Linked DNA regions of Zea mays: region 1 is linked to region 2. The links are chromatin contacts, called in public Hi-C maps. All regions are on one chromosome and are shown on one strand. The core of a region is the stretch at or near the end of the contact, and the rest is flanking DNA. Distances in the headings are between cores, read along the strand shown. Region 1 has its middle 26 kb from the start of LOC100283142. Region 2 holds the start of LOC542401 (glutamine synthetase 5).

Region 1 (2,700 bases), core at 116-2,615, 65 kb after region 2:
TCTCGTCCCCTGGGGGAAAAAGATCTTAAGGTGCTTCGGGTCGACAGGTCACCCAGAGCGTCCCCAGATGACGTGGAGTCGCCTAGGAATTAAGAGATCAAATCGAGGAAGAGGTCTTGGATGGACAACTAGATCTTGCCCCTCGGGAGGGGTGAGATCCTAGGGTCGTCTTGGGATCGGCAGGCCACCCAAGACGGATCTAGACGACGTAGAGTCGAATAGGGGTGGAGGGGGATATGCGGAAGACTACAACTAGAACTATGCTACATCTACTCCTAGGGCAGGAAAAGTAAATAAGGTAATTGGTTCGATTGGAATGTGTTCGGGGATTCTCAATCGGTCGTACCCCTTTATATTTATAGGGGAGGAGGTCTGGACCTTTTCCTAAGAGATAGCCAACAAACTCCCACGTGATTAGATGGATAACCACGCACGAGATAAGGATAAACATCCGAGTTAATCTAATCTCGGGACACGCGGACCGTCCGGACCCATGGGCCGGACCGTCCGCTCATTTTGGTGTCCAACACACCTTAAGAGACTCCACATTAAACACCACTGTACATGCCCTAACAGCTAGCTCCTCCATGTCTTTTTCGTTTGTATCGGATTGCACCCGTAATTGTTTCAGCTAATCAAAATTTATATAAATTAGAGAATCAATCCGGTTAGGAATCGTTCCGACCCACCAATTCGAAACAACCGCACTAATTTGGTCGCGTCACGGATCTCAGCTTGTCTGTGCTGCCGGCCAATGAGCCCCTTGCTTCGTGCAGCAGGGAACAAGAAGCTAGAGATCAGAGAGGTTGCTTTGCTTTGGTGCTGCTTGCCTGCTTCCCCTATGTTTTTTTTCACGGATCACCAATTTGTCTGTGCTGCTTGCCTGCTTGCCACCAATTCCTGCCGGTGTCATCCGTGTCCGGCGGTCTGTCACGGTCACGGGCGAGGAGTGGTCCGTCCGTCCGTCTTTGTCGTGGATTCAATTCATTCATTCACACTCCAATAAAAAGTCGGCAGCAAATAACGGAGACCCCCCAACTGAGTTGAATTCAGTTCACAGTTTGAGTTCAGCAGAGAGAACGGGAAGGGCCGTGTCGCTGAGTTGTGGCTAAGAGATAATCAATCGTGTTGCCGCCGTGGTAAGTTACGTAGGAATGCATGCAGGCCGGGAGCGGGAGCGGGATCGGAGGGAGGGATGAAAGGCTACTACTGGCTCTCTTGGTCTTGGATTCCCTTTTGTGACTTGGACGTTGTCCTGAGCGCGCTGTAGATGGAAATGGAATCTCCCGTTAGACTTGTGGCCCTTGTTCAGGAATCTCAGCCTACCTACCAGGAGCTGGATCTGGTACTGGTAGGGACCAATTAGTGGAGTACCACTGCTCCATGTGGCTATAGAGCCGTAGAGGTCGCCTTTTGGTCCCTCTGTCCTCTGTCGACCGCATGTGTTTCGTCATCGAGCTATTATGTTCAGCGGACTCCGCATGGCATGGAGATGTTGCTTGTTTGTTTTGTAGGAGAGCCTATAATAAAACCAGACTTTTAAACTTTCTATATAACCTCCACTTTTCTGAGCCCGACCCTGGTTTTCGAAAGCTAAACTGAGAAGTTATCCAAAAAAAAAAAACTCAAATAAACAGGATCTTCTGTGATCCCAACACAACACGCAAACACCACCCGGAAACGCTGGCTGGTCGCCGTACTGGCCGGACTGCGCGCGCCGTATACGTTGAACGACTTTGCATTCGGCACGACATTATCATTCCAGTCGCTCTGCCGTCTCTTTCGTCGGGCCTTAGCTGCTCATCGAGATTCACAGATCCTACCTACCGTCCTCCGCCGCCAGCTGACGGGCTGAGAGCCTGCGACACGATATAGGAGTGACGGAGGCACAGAGCGCCGAGGCGGCGACTGCTGCTGACGGCCGGCAAGTCATCATCGGTGCGCGGGAGATGGGGTGGCAGGCCCAGGTTAGATGGGCCGCTGAAGGCAAGGGGGGGCCCGACGTCTTCGAGTTGCATGCATGCAAACGTTGTGCTGGACTGTAATGTATCTCAACGAGGCCCATTGGCTAATTGGAGGCGACGAGCTTCCAGGGGTTATATTAAATGTCAGCATTACAGTCAGACTCGAGAAAATCTCTACTACTCTATATGAAGGTATTGTAGGCGTCCACACACCATGGTTCTGCCGCGACCGTCCTCCCCGCCCGCCCCGCCATCAGCGCTCGGTCGACACCGCGCCGCCACAATCAACGCGGATCCACGGGCCCTCCTCCCCACCCGCCCCGCCATCAGCGCTCGGTCGACACCGCGCCGCCACAATCAACGCAAATCCGCGGGCCCTCCTCCCCACCGCCTTCCACCGCCGCCGCAATGGAAGGTCATCCGCGCTGTGGATCCACAACCTCAAATCCTCCCAGATCCGTGCCCCACGTGCCGCGCCTGCACCCGCCGTGTGCCCGCCTCCACCGCGCCAGCAGTGCTCTCGCCAGAACCACGCATGCGGATCTCCCCGTCCGACCACAGACCTCCCCGCACGCGCGCCTGCAAATGGATCTCACCCGACGCCCCCGCCACACACGCCGTGACCTCCGTCGCGCCCTCACCTCCGCCGCACCCTACCAATCCTACTAACTGTAGTTGTTGTTGGCGAGGGACGTCATCGCCACTAGATCCGGAAGAGAGCAACCATGGGGAGGAC
Region 2 (2,700 bases), core at 3-2,502:
AAGACACAATTCTTTTTTCTTCGCAAAGATGAACTGATCTGAGTTGGACCAATGAACAGTAGGCACTGTAGCAGTAAATAACACGGAACCGTATGGTTCATGCCACTTGGATGGTAGAAGTGCAAACTTACAAGGATGTTGTTGCCCCTCCTGAATGGGTCCTTGAAGATGGCCTGCGGGCTGCAGCACATGCCCAAGAGAAAGGATCGTTCAGTAAAGCAAACAGAAAGGAATGCGTCCAAGCCTGGCGTGCCATGACACTTACTACAGGATGACCTCGCTGTCCTCGCCGGGGGCCTGGCCGGTGCTGGAGCCGTCGTAGTTCCACTTGGGCAGCTTGCTGGGATCGGTCACCGGGCCCGGGAGGGTCTGCACCAGAACCAACCAGATCAGTATGATTTTACTACGAAGTAGAACAGAGAAACAAAAATAATTGCAGTGATAGTGGTGAGCAGAGCTCTGATGTATGTATAAGCCAAATAACAGATCAGCGGATGAGCTCAGGGATAAGTGATAGGTGACGACGAGTCACAACCACCAGTATCCCGGGGGGTCCTCCCAGTGCTGGGAATCTGTTATCTTACCCTGGCTTTGCTCCTGAGATCCATGCCAGATCCACCGATCCTGCACCCCAAAAAAGGCACGCGTTAAGATAGGATCAAATCATGTCGACGACAAACCGAACAACTCCTCGCCATATTCCTCGGAGCAGAGCAATCCAAAGACGTGTTTATTATAACAATTAACAACAAAAAAAAACTTGCTTCTTTTGGGAACTAATACTGGCATCAGGGGGGGATCAATTAACGTGTAAGACATCCGATTAGGTCTTTCAGCCAACAGATCATCTGGCGGTGGCCAGCGACAACACCGTATAAGCGGCGCGGTGGCCGGTGAGGGACCCGTGGGCAGGGAATTACCCGATACTCAGGTTAGATATTCATGGGCGAATAAGCGAGCAAATATAACAGATTTTTACTCGGAAAATGAACAGATGAAGCCACTTGATCAGGAAAAAAAAACAGAGCCAGAGCCCCTCTCCCAACCCCGTTCCCGGACGGGGGAAACGCCATGAGAGGGCGGCCGACGGAAACGAGCGCCGTACCATATGTACTCGGCGATGATCTTCTCTGTGGTGTCCGAGAGGTTGAGGTTGACGAGGTCGGTGAGGCAGGCCATGGCCGGCGGCTGCGGTGCGACTGCGACAGGCGGGCGCACGGGCTGGGAACCCAAGGAGGAAGGAGGGGAGGATGTGGCGTGGGATTGAGACGAAGAGATCGGCCCGGGAGGAGGGCGGCTATATAATGGCGACGACCAAGGACGGGAAACCAGTTGGTTGGCGTCCAGCCGGGTAAAAAGTAAAAAAAAAACCAACAAAATACGTATACTTGTACGTTCCACACGTATAAATACGGATACATTTCGAGTTCCGCGTAAATTAATTGTATTAGGTCATATCCTCCGTGCGGTAGGTGCGAGAAGAGGGAGCACCGCGTACTGGTAAGGCGTCAAGCCCCTGCATCTGACATGCGGGACGAGCCTGTTAGAGGCCCACTGCCAGTTAAACGTGGACTCGGACGTGGAGAGATCGGCGTGGGGGAAATATTGAATTGGCGGGGGCAGCTTTATCGCTAGAAGTGGTTGATTTGATTTATGAGTTCCGAGCATAGGGGGTGAAAAAAAGAAAGAAAATTGGACGCTTTTCCGATGTCTGGGGATAGTCCCAAAAGGAGTAGTAAATGATTTTTAATAAAATCTTTTTTATTCAATCGTGCTCCTACCTAAGCCCATGCCCATCTCAACGGCACCAGCTGCAAAATGATTTTTACTGTATACGTACGGACATACGAATGGGGCTGGAGGTTCGAGGTATCTTCCTGAGGCCAGGGATCTTCTACTCCAGCTGGAAGCCGCACACTGCTTTATTGATGGTTCTCTGCATGTAGCGTAGCGATGGGCGAACGGTGCATTGCATTCAGCAACCCACCAGCCACCATATACCATATATGAGAATAGTGACTCCCACTGCCATATACAATTTGGCAGTACAAACTAAAACTATTCATGTACTGTAAATACTTACCTTACTAAAAAATTTAGTTCACGTCATATTAAACGTTTGAATATCAATTACGAGTATTATATAGATGTTTAATTAATTAGGTTTAATAATTATGTCCCGTCTTTTAGTCTTCATCTCCAGTCTTCGTCTCTAAAAAATTAGCTTTATAATTATACTATATTAAATATATAATTATCATTCAAACATTCGATTCGATGTTACAGACACTAAACTTTAGTTGGGTATATTCAAACACCCCCTCCATAAGCGAATCACGCATTCACTAGCATGTACTATTTGTCCACATCACTATATCACATCATACTATAAAATTCATTTATAACTATACAGGTAAATATAAGTCATCTATTTTTCCCCCAAATCATATATGGTTCCTGCACCAACCCCCTTGTATTTATAGGAAAGCATGACGTTAGCAACTACGAACAACCTTTGGCTATGGCTCAAAAATCCTATGTGTAATTTCTTTCTAAAAATAAACTTAAATTCTTCTAAAAACATTAGACTCCATAAATCTTAAGCATGATATTGTAAAATCTAATAGTTAAATGTACCTACTGGAGGTTTGGCGCATTGGAGATTATTATGCCTCTCTAGTTCTTATTCATTAAGAGTAT

What was found. A called contact is a pair of places that touch in the nucleus more often than the background predicts.
Region 1: a Hi-C map of leaf shows a contact between it and region 2, with 9 times the contacts expected there. The contact joins the enhancer-like site here to the promoter of LOC542401 in region 2. A contact is called at or near these places in 12 of 25 Hi-C or Micro-C datasets (bundle sheath, ear, endosperm and 2 more) and 2 of 3 datasets of contacts at active chromatin or transcription factors (leaf and seedling).

What each region holds. Positions count from the first base shown.
Region 1 is chr4:172,239,741-172,242,440 of Zm-B73-REFERENCE-NAM-5.0, forward strand. No RefSeq gene overlaps it. Among protein-coding and RNA genes, the nearest start is that of LOC100283142, 26 kb to the right of the region's middle. Within about 2 kb of position 1,366, at least 19 of the 20 cell types and tissues checked have an H3K27ac peak or open chromatin away from gene starts, as enhancers often do. A contact at or near this core is called in bundle sheath, ear, endosperm and 3 more, where this site is marked.
Region 2 is chr4:172,174,704-172,177,403 of Zm-B73-REFERENCE-NAM-5.0, forward strand. LOC542401 (glutamine synthetase 5) reads right to left here and starts at 1,253. Exons shown (of 10, transcript NM_001111974.2): 1 at 1,106-1,253; 2 at 585-624; 3 at 266-369; 4 at 132-180. The coding sequence starts at 1,179.